Linked DNA regions of Mus musculus: all the other regions are linked to region 1. A link is a contact called in public Hi-C and HiChIP or PLAC-seq data. All regions are on one chromosome and are shown on one strand. The core of a region is the stretch at or near the end of the contact, and the rest is flanking DNA. Distances in the headings are between cores, read along the strand shown. Region 1 holds the start of Zfp384 (zinc finger protein 384). Region 2 holds the start of Cd9 (CD9 antigen). Region 3 holds the start of Ptpn6 (protein tyrosine phosphatase, non-receptor type 6).

Region 1 (3,426 bases), core at 496-2,995:
TAGAGCAGAAAGCATATAATTTTATCTCTTTTATTTCAAACTATCCAAGAAGCAGTGTTCTCTGAAAAATATTACCTGACACATCAAACTCAAATTGTCTCATGTTAGAGTCTTCATCACTCAACAGAGTCACTCAAACACTCCACTGAACACCAAGAATGGGAAACTCCAAACTTGCCTTTGTTGTTTCTCTAAGTGACACCATAAAGACTATACTGTAATCAGAGTCCCTGTGTCTCCACAGCAGAATACATCTCTGACAAAATGTAAGCCCATTTAGTGGCTTCACCTGAGTATTTCACATTTTATTCCTGTTGAGTACCAGTGGCCATGAAAGGGTAACAAAGAAACTACCAATTTTTTACACAAAAACCTCCTGGGTACTATGGGAAACAATAAGAAAAGGCTTTTATCTCTCTCTCTGCAAGCGCTGGTGTTGGTTACTTCAATAATTCTATCACACTGTAAAGGAAAAAAAAAAAAGAAAAACCATTTGAGATGACCCCATCTCTCCCCAAATCATTAAACCAAGATTGTCTTACCCTCTCTCTCTCTTCCTCCTGTCGTCTTATTCCTTCTCCTTTCCAGGGCTCCTGAACTTTCTGGAAACAAAATTGTCTAGGTTACAGAGGCCAGTATGTAAAGGCCACCAGAGAACTGTGGAGAGCCTCACAAGTTGACTGTCAGCAATTTGGAAAGCGGACAGCTTCCCCAACCAACAATCCAAGGATGGAAGGGCTAGAGTCACAGGCGTTGAGTGACACCCACTAAGTGTACATAAGGGAAATAAAGCCAGTTCCCCAAAACTAAGATGAATTCTATTAGCAGCATTTGGGTTCCACTCCTGGGCTCAGACACTTAATTCTTCGTTCCCCCCAGGGCTACAGGGAACCAGGAGTCAGAGGTGAAGGAAGGTCCCTGCTCCTGGGAAGTGGCTTTAGAAAGCAAAGCTGAGGGTAGGGGGGATGCCCTAGCCCTGTGTCAGGCACAGTGCCAAGTTCGGGCCCAGCCACTTCCTCTAGCCTCGCCCCCCCAACCCCCCAACACACACACTTCAGCTAGGACTTCGCCCCCTTCCTACCCAAGGCCTTGTGCCAAGAAGTACTTCCTTCAACCTTCAGTGGTCTATATACTGGAGGCTCCCAGCTGTCCCCCTAAAACCTTCGCTCCCCCGAGACACCGAACCCGGTCCTTCCTCCCGATGTCAAGTCCCACTCCTTCCTCAAAGACCGGTCTCTGGGACGTCCCTCCTTCACCCCTCCAGGGAGCTGAACTCTGCCACCCACTAGACAGGCACCCGCCCCCTAAACCCCCCCCATTCCTCCTCAGCGCCCGCTCCTCCACCGCCGCCACTTCCGGTTCCGGGACAGTCGCACTCACAGTCCCATCGTGGACCCCCCCCTCCCCACTCGCCCGAGGTAAAGGGGGGGGGGGAGGAGCGAGGGGCAGCGGCGCGCACCGACTGCAGCGGCGCGACACTCACCAGGCGGCGGCGGCGGCGGCGACGCCAGCGCCAGAGCCAGCGCGCGGGAGGGGCGGCGGTCACCGGGGAAGGAAGGAGCCGAGGGAGCGGGAGGACCCGCGGGGCGCGGGCTCGGAACCGCGAGGCGGGGCTCGCCGGCATGCACCGCAGGCGCCAGACGGACCCCGACGCTCGGCCGGGCGGCGCGCGAGACACCCGCAGGGCGGGGGCGCGAGGCGAGGTGTGGGGGGGCCCCCGCCCTCCTGGACACTCACCCGGAAGTGGTGCTGCGGCTCGTGCTCCCGGGAACCCCGAGTCCTCCACGCCCACTCCCCCCCCACCCCCCCCAACAGCTTCAATGTGCAGTCGTTTCTCGGAGAAGGCGGGAGAGCCGGAAACGAAAACGGGGGGGGGGAGGAAAGTAGCGGGGGGAGGGCGGCAGCAGGAAAGGAAAGGGGGGGGAAACAGGTCAGAGTCCGAGTCACTTCCGAGAGCCGCTCGAGCACATCCGGTGCTGTTAGGGCTCGGACATCTTGAGGGCAGAAGTTACGACACGTAAGGGCGGAAGTAGCTCCTTACCCGGGGACCGGTGGAGCGCTCGGTGGATGTGACGCCCAAACCGGACGTGAAGGCAGCGTGTGTTAAAGGGCTGAAGCTGAGCATCAGGAGAGCGTTCCCGGGCTTCCGGAAGAGACCTCTGGGGAAGTGGGAGGATGGAAGCTAGACGGGTTCATGAATTATGCATCAAGACACTAAAGACAGTTTAGATCGCCCCTCTTTTTCTAGATTTGCTTTACTTTTATGTGCGTTTATCTGTGCCTATGCATGCCGTGTGTGTACAGGAGTTACCGCTACCTGCTTCCAGCTTCACTGTGTGCGATCTGGGAACCGAACCTCCGGTCCTCTGGAGGAGCGGCCAGCTGAGCCAACTCTTCACCATGCGGAATCCTTTTTGATTTATTTTTCGAGACAGGGTTTCTCTGTATAGCCCTGGCTGGCCTGGAACTCACTTTGTAGACCAGGCTGGCCTCGAACTCAAAAATCCCCCTGCCTCTGCCTGGGGTTAAAGGCGTGCGCCACCACGCCCGGCAAAGATTTATTTATTTTTTTATTTATTTGAGTACACTGAAGCTGTCTTCAGACACACTAGGAGAGGGCATTGGATCCCATTACAGATGGTTGTGAGCCATGATCGCTGGGAATTGAACTCAGGACCTCTGGCAGAGCAGTCGATGCTCTTAACCACTGAGCCATCTCTCCAGTCCGACCATGCGGAATCTTAAAAAGACGGGAGTCACAGCTCATTTCTTAATGGACTAGGTTGTTGTAGGACGTTACCCTTTTTTCTTGGATCTTCCCGAATGTCTTTTTGCTGAGCTAGAGTGGGGGAAACTAATTTCTTTGAATATTCAAGAAAGGTAAGAAGGCCCATAGTTGTTTGAGGTTTCGGGATCGGTGCTATCAAAGTTCAATCGGTCTTCCTCTGACCACTCCGTTACTCTTTTCACTTTGGTCTTTTCTTTTTGCCAACACCCACATCTCTTATCTTCTTACCGGGTTTTAATTCTAAGTACAACATTCAGCGTACCTGCTGTTGTTTACAGCTCACCTGGTGTTGTTGCCCAGCTCCATAAGGGCAAGGACTTTGAATTGCTCCCGATGGTATCACCAGATCCCAGAATTTGTTAAGCATTCCAGTAAACGTTTGATACGTAAATGAACATTATAAACTATTGCAGGAAACTCCCTGATTGCTGCAACCCAAAGGGTTTTTTTAATTTTTCATAGCATTTACTGTGTTTTTGTCGTTTGTTTGTTTGTTTTTGAGACAGGGTTTTTTTTGTGTGTGTGTAGCCTTGGCTATCCTGAAACTCTCCCTGCAGACCAAGCTGCCCTTGAACTCAGAGACCCATCTGTCTGCCTCTGCCTCCCGTGACCCAGCTATGTCTCTGTCTTCGAGACCG
Region 2 (3,426 bases), core at 439-2,938, 490 kb before region 1:
TGCCCTCTTGTCCCGTGCCCACACACAGTCAAGGGGTTCACCTGACACTCCCGGGGTTCACCTTCACTCTCAGAGGACAAGGTCCTCACCAGCTCTCTCCAGAAGACCACGGGAGCCCCAGCTCTGCCAGGCTTCCCTGATTGTAACACTTACTTTGTGAGAGCTCTCAAGAGACCCCTAAGTTGACCACACACACCCTCCAAGTCTCCTGCCTGCGTCCTTCTTCCAACTCCTAAGCTGCTTCAGGGAAGACAGAATGTGTTGCTTTCGACTCCTGTTCCCCAGTGAAGAACCTTTCTAAACTAAACTGTGGGAAAAAAAAAAAAAAGGTTTTTAACTGGGTCTATTAATGAATCAGTCTACTTACTGATAAATAGTGAAGCCAGTCTACTGATAAACAGTAAAACAAGAGCTGTGCTATGCTAACAGAGCTGGGTTTGCTATGTGAAAAAGTTTCTTGTTTTTATTTTTTGTTTTTGGGGACCGGGTCTCCTGTGGCGTTGGCCTCCAACGTACTTTAACCCAGGAAAAAAAATTTTAACTCACATTCTTTTTGCTTTCTGATATTTTCTGATGTTTCTGTAATAAGTACGGTTTGCTTTTGCAATGAAGAATGCTAAGGAAACTTCCTGCAGGGGTGAGGAAGAGAAAACTGTAAAGGATATTGAGAAGGGCCTCTTCACCCTGTTGAAAAAATCAAGAAAGAATTTAGAGAGTCACAGAGCAGGACGTGGTGGCCTGAACCGCTCTGGCAGGAGGACTGGAGTTGAAGATAGCCTGAGCTACATAAGCAAATTCCGGGTCAGTAGGTCTACAAACGGCTAAATCCTACTTCAAAAGAAATGAAATCGCTGGGCGTATTGGCACATCCCAGCAGAGGCAGACAGATCTTTATGAGTTCAAGGCCAGCCTGGTTTACACAGGGCGTTCCAAGCCAGATAGGACAGCATAGTAAGACTCTGTCTCAAAATAATAATAGATTTAAATAAAAAAAATAATAAAGCACAATAGAATTTTCACAAGGAGGCAGGGCGGCCAGCATACACCCCTGCAGGCATGGAGGCGCAGCAGAGTAGGGGTGTGGCATCAGGTGTGGCAGGGAATGAACGGAGTAAATACAGGATGAAGAAGGGTTTCAACTCAAGTCTCTGAACGTAGAAAGTTTCTGAGCAAAGTAGAACTGCTCAGATTAGCACCTAGAACATTCTAGCGGCCACCGTGCTCAACTAAGTGCGTTCAGTCCAGAAAGGTTTACAAGGAGGTGTCAGAGAGAACGCAAGCCAGGCAAATAGGGGCTCGCAGACTTGCCTCGGGAATCTGAAAAGGTTCTTAAGATTACATGGCCCTTGGGGGTCTTCCAACGTGAGCTCTTATGCAGAGCCCAGGATGAACTAGGATGAACGGGAAAGGCGAGGCCGGCACTTAACTCCCCGTAAAAGAAGTCGGGTACGGAGGTCCGGAAAGACCCCGAGACGGTGGGAAGAAGGAAGATGGAGGGAAAGAGGATCTTAGAAACCAGACGGCAAAAGTTAGGTGCAGAGAGAGCTCTGCACTGAGGGTGAAACCGAAGTCCCAGAACCTGGGTCTGGGGAGGGGATTAGAGCATGGGCGGGGCAGGTGGGCCGGGGGGCGGGGTCGGCATCCCTCCGCACATGCGCATAGCAGCTGGCCGAGCGCCGTAAGGAGTGGCACTTTTTAAAAGTGGAGCCTCAGGCCAGCCCCTAGCCGCAGCGTGTCTCAGTCGGTTGTCGAGTCCCTTCTGTCCCAGTCGTTCGTGCCTCTTGTCCCACGCAACTCCAGCTTGTACCATGCCGGTCAAAGGAGGTAGCAAGTGCATCAAATACCTGCTCTTCGGATTTAACTTCATCTTCTGGGTGAGTGAGAGGCGACTGTCGGCGCGCTCCTCTCCGAGGCCACCTGTTCTCAGGCCCGAGACGGCGTCCGGGGCGGAGAGTGTCCCGGCGGCCGAGAGCGCCGGGAGCCGCTGGTACTGCGCGCGCCAGGCGGACTCCGGGCGAGTAGAGAAAGGCGCAGCGGCTGCCAGCTGGCCAGGCGGGACTGGCAGGTGGGCGGGAGGAGCAAGTGGGTGGGAGAGCCGAGGGTCCTGGTGGCTCCGGCTGTGCACTTCGCTCCCGGGTCCTTCTACCGCCGAGTATTTGAGATGGGCTCTGTGCCTGCTCCCACCCGGAGCACCCCCGAGTGTGAGAGAGGAGTGAGGGAGGAGCGGAGCAACCTTTTCGAGTAACTCGATGCCCTCCCCGGCCCGCAAGGCTCCTTGCCAGCAGGGCAGTCGAGCGTCTCCCACTTCGGTGGTCCCACAAGTGACAAGGGGTGCTACGGAGGGAGAGGAAGTGGGTGTGGGGAGTCTTCCCTGCACCTGGAGGTCGGACATTCCTTGTTTAGGACCTGAACTCTCAACTGAAAACGTCCATGCCTCTCTCTAAGCTACCTGAAAGACTAGATTGTCTTGATTCTTTTTCAAGAGCGATAACTATCTTGGCTGTAGAGAACTCTGGGAGAGTTAAGAGAAAAGAAGGCGGGGAAGGTGCCTATTGGCGCCTCTAGATGGGATAAATCCGGTGTTTCTGCATTTCCCAGGTAATCAGGTACTGCGGGCTTGAAGCCTCGCTCTAAAAATGTCCAGGTGGGGCCAAGGGGAATGGCCGTTCACCTGCAGAGGGTCCAGAGGCAGGTGCTAGTAGACTCTACAGATGGGCCTCTGGGTAGGGCAACAAGAGAGTGTCCACTCTCCCAAAACTCAGGGACAGAAGCAAGGAAATACACGGAAGACCCTTTTGTCCTGATTCTGAGAGGGCACACTCCCAAACACAAATGGACGGAATTTGCTCCCAGGCAATCAGGAAAGAGCTTAACTAGGCAACTCCTGTGCCACCAGAGACTTTGAACAACAACAACTAAAAAGTCCACTATTCCCTTTGGAGCTGGCCACCGGGATGCTCACCATCTTCCAGCAACTGTAAGGTTTAATACTCTCCAGGGTTGCTTGGAAGTGTTGCACAACCTGCAGAGACTGCCCTGGGTTTCTAGGAGCCACCACACCCATACAACTTAAGAGGATGTCAGAGGACATTCCCTGCTTGTGTTTCCCCAGTTCTGCAGACAGGCAGCCAGCTCCCAGGCTTGGCTTGGTCCACTCATCAGCTTGAGCGCTTTGTTACAAAACAAAGTCTGAAGGCAGCTGGCCCCACCCAACCCCGCCCTGTCCTTTGGGGAGTTTTCCTCCCTCTACCTTTTAGTCTCTTCCCTGCTAGTCTGTCGGTCAGTCCCCAGACGCCTGCATAGATGGTGTGAAAGTTTGGTGCTAAGGGGAAACCACATAGTTGCCTACATCTCCCATCTGCCCCCCATGGCATATGTATGTAAGGGGCTGAGAGGAGGTGCCCATGGCCACCCTATGTCTTCTCA
Region 3 (3,426 bases), core at 610-3,109, 280 kb after region 1:
CCCCTTACCTCTGTCTTCCATGTGCTGGAATTACAGATGTGTGACATGGCATCCAGCAAGACTGTTGGTGGTGAAGGCCAGGGTTTCCCACCCAAATGCTAAGCAAGCATTTTACACAGAGCCACACTCTAGCCATGTTTGGGTTTTATCGTCTCTTACTTCTCCTATACTTTGAGATATGACTATATACTGTGAATAAATATTAAGCATACAACTAACTATACACTCACTCATGAAACTACTGGGCTTGGAGCAGAGAGAGGGCCTTATGTTACCATCGAGCCGCATCATTCAGTTTTAAAGAAGTGTAAGGGAGCCAGATGTGGTGGCAACCTCCAGCTACTGGAGAGGTGGAGGCAGGGAGATTACAAATTCAAGGCTACAGAGTGAGTTCCAGATTAGCCTGGGCAATTTAGCTAGACCCTATCTCCAAAAAAGTAAAAAGAGAACTAACAGGGGGTGTGACTCTGTGGTTGAGCCTTTGCCTTGCGAGTTTGAGGTCCTAAGTTCAAACCCTAGGACTGCAGAAGTGTGAAGGGAATCAAATGAATAAGGAAAAGAAATAGGGTGGAAGATGTACACTGCCCAAGGATGCCTGCCCAAGGATGCTCCTCACACTGTTTAAGGGACTGAGAGTCTGGGTTGGTTTTGTTGTTCTTGTTGTTGAAACAGGTCTCACTATATAGCGCTAGATATCCTGGAACTCACTGTATAGACCAAGTTGGCCTCAAACTCACAGAGAGCTGCCTGCCTATGCCTCCCAAGTGTTGGGATTAAAGGCATGGGTTACCATGCCCAGCTAGGACTGGGGTTCTAATTTCAGTATTATAAAACAAACAAACAAACAAACAAACAAACAAACCAAAACTAACCAATCAAAACACCTCAGACAATAAACCCTTAAAAGATATAAGGTGCTCTGTCCCATCTCCCTTCTCCAGCAGCCTGTGTCCCTTGCTAAGGAAGATACCAATATAAATTGGGCAGCTTGTTTCCCCTCTGGTCTTGGCTTGGTAGTATTTGCATCTTTTTTTGTATTCATCCTGGGGTTTACATACACAAGGTCCCATAAGCCTGAAGGCTGAGCGCTCCTAAAGTTTAAAGCCCTCCCTGTGAGCGTCTGCCCTTGTTGGGACCCTGGCCATAAACCCTAACCTTTAGGAGATACCTTCCCACCCCACCCCTCCCTGCTGACAGTCAGGGTATAGGAAGGAGGCCTAGGCCCATGATGACAGAGCTGCACAAGGTTGCTTTGTGGGGGCTCTCAGCTGTGATGATAGCATCTCCTTTGGACAAGGAGTCTATTGACTACTGTTCTTTGGGTCCTGAGGGCTGGCAAGCAGAATTCAAAAGTCATTGGCTTTGAAACTATTTAGGTCTGAATCCTGCAACTCACTAAGGGTAAGACCTGGGGGCAATTCCTCAAACTTCTTGGCCTCAGTTTCCTTGTCTGTGAAGTGGGGATAAAGATAGTGCCTGAGGAATGAGGCCCTGGTGACCTGTAACTCACAGGAGGCATGAAAATGACATTGTAGCAATGAGTCTGGCAGGCTGCGACACTCCATTAAATGACGGTGCCACTGCACACGATCATTATTAGACTGTGCCTAAGAATAATTCTGAGTAGAGGCAGCTGCTGGAGGAGGAAGGGTTGACCTGATAATGTGGATATTCACTGTGCGTGACTCTTGACCTGCCACACGTGTGCCTTACCTCTTGAGTCATGAATATTTACTGCCTTGCCCCTGTGCCTTTGTTGGCAGACTGTGGGAAGTGGGCCCTCCCCCACCCTGCCACCCTCCAGCTCCTCTTCCCTCGCTCTGAAAAGAGAAGTTCTAGTGAGTTCCCCTAAGGGGTCGGCCGCGCCCCTTCCTGTCTCCGCCCTGCTGGCTGCCCCAGGCCAGTAGAGTGGTAGCCCGGGGAGCAGGACTGCAGGTTGGCTTTGGAGGCCTGGGCTCTGAGAGCCTTGCCTGAGGCTCATCTCTAGAGTTTGTACGTGCCTGCCCAGACAAACTGTTCCCTCCACATTTTCTGCAGCCAATTCAGTGAGAACCCCAGGATGGTGAGGTAAGGGCCTGGGACCCATGGAGGATAGGAAACAAGGGTGGCTGGAGCCCTGGGGATATTCCCTCACTGCCCTGTGCACTTTTAGGTGGTTTCACCGGGACCTCAGCGGGCCTGATGCAGAGACCCTGCTGAAGGGCCGGGGAGTCCCTGGGAGCTTCCTGGCTCGGCCCAGCCGCAAGAACCAGGGTGACTTCTCCCTCTCAGTCAGGTGGGTGGCCCTCCCTGCACCTTGGCAGCTCATTGTGTGGGTCCGGAGCATTCCTGGGTTCCCTGGGTTGTGTTGTCTCCTCATGATACATTTCTTCCCTTCTGTCCCTGCCTGTCGCCCTAGCATGTGCCCATAACTGTCTATGTCTACTCCATGCCTATGTGCTTTTGCATCGAGACCCCTGTCCCCCCAAGCCCACCCCGCTGCTGCTCATGTATCTCACTACCTGGTGGTGCCTCGCAGGGTGGATGATCAGGTGACTCATATTCGGATCCAGAACTCAGGGGACTTCTATGACCTGTACGGAGGGGAGAAGTTTGCGACGCTGACAGAGCTGGTCGAGTATTACACGCAGCAGCAGGGCATCCTGCAGGACCGAGATGGCACCATCATCCACCTTAAGTACCCACTGAACTGCTCGGACCCCACCAGTGAGAGGTGAGGGGCATTGCAGGTTGGCCCTGTCCCTTGAGATAAGTGGACATCCAGACCAGGTGTCCTTCTGTTCCCAGTCCGTTCTTCATCCCTGATCTTCCACACCTGTTCTCTCAGTGTTCTCAGCCTCTTCCCTCTGTAGGCTGATGATTCCCATGTATCTAACCAATCCCCTGTCCCCTGAGGAAGCCAGAGAAGGGTTCCCCTTGCCTTCCTGCAGGGTTCCTGCTGCCTAGCAACCTCATCCTGAGAGTAACAGAGAGGCCACTCCTTGTCTCTGGTGTTTCTCATCAGGTCGGCCCTATTACTAGAAAGCTTGTCCTACCATGGAACTCTGGTGCCTTCTTCCAGCCCTCTACACAGCCTGGGGCTCTAGGTCCCTGTCTTAATAAGGTCTTAGAGGTCCACTGGTACTGGGGTACTCAGGGACTTCTCTCAGCATCACACTGAGGTGGGGCTGGACAGAGCTTGGTGAAAGCAAGGTCGCTGAGGTGGTCACAGGTAGAGAAGGGCCCAGGCTTATCTGACTTAAGGAGACCCTCAGGATATCCCCAACTAGTGCTGCAAAGACACGGCCCCCATAGCTGGGCTGGCTGTTCTCTTGTGGTCTTCTCAGAGCATGTGCAAAGGGAAGGTTATGGAGATAAATGTCCCTCATTCATTACACTGGGGCTCGTCTTAGCTGTATAGCACAGGGACTGACTGGCAACCCCTAT

The links. Hi-C and Micro-C count contacts between places; a contact is called where the count stands out from the background. HiChIP or PLAC-seq counts read pairs in DNA pulled down with a chosen protein or histone mark.
Region 2: an H3K27ac HiChIP or PLAC-seq map of embryonic stem cells shows a contact between it and region 1, with 5 read pairs. The contact joins the promoter of Cd9 here to the promoter of Zfp384 in region 1. A contact is called at or near these places in 1 of 39 promoter capture datasets (cranial neural crest) and 1 of 115 datasets of contacts at active chromatin or transcription factors (embryonic stem cells).
Region 3: a contact with region 1 is called in a Hi-C map of B cells, with 19 read pairs. The contact joins the promoter of Ptpn6 here to the promoter of Zfp384 in region 1. A contact is called at or near these places in 10 of 39 promoter capture datasets (the C10 cell line, cranial neural crest, frontonasal cranial neural crest and 6 more), 2 of 484 Hi-C or Micro-C datasets (B cells and embryonic stem cells), 9 of 115 datasets of contacts at active chromatin or transcription factors (the SCID.adh cell line, T-cell acute lymphoblastic leukemia, bone marrow-derived macrophages and 5 more) and 3 of 9 other capture datasets (adipose tissue, liver and pancreatic islet).

What each region holds. Positions count from the first base shown.
Region 1 is chr6:125,007,557-125,010,982 of GRCm38.p6, reverse strand. It overlaps Zfp384 (zinc finger protein 384), which reads right to left and starts at 1,745. Exons shown (of 12, transcript NM_001372420.1): 1 at 1,484-1,745; 2 at 543-602. 4930557K07Rik (RIKEN cDNA 4930557K07 gene) reads left to right here. Exons shown (of 4, transcript NR_130997.1): 4 at 589-807.
Region 2 is chr6:125,493,022-125,496,447 of GRCm38.p6, reverse strand. Cd9 (CD9 antigen) reads left to right here and starts at 1,688. Exons shown (of 8, transcript NM_007657.4): 1 at 1,688-1,874. The coding sequence starts at 1,809. It overlaps Gm26728 (a long non-coding RNA gene), which reads right to left and starts at 3,015. Exons shown (of 6, transcript XR_869432.2): 1 at 2,963-3,015; 2 at 547-684.
Region 3 is chr6:124,731,587-124,735,012 of GRCm38.p6, reverse strand. Ptpn6 (protein tyrosine phosphatase, non-receptor type 6) reads left to right here and starts at 1,859. Exons shown (of 16, transcript NM_013545.3): 1 at 1,859-2,067; 2 at 2,153-2,275; 3 at 2,519-2,713. The coding sequence starts at 2,060.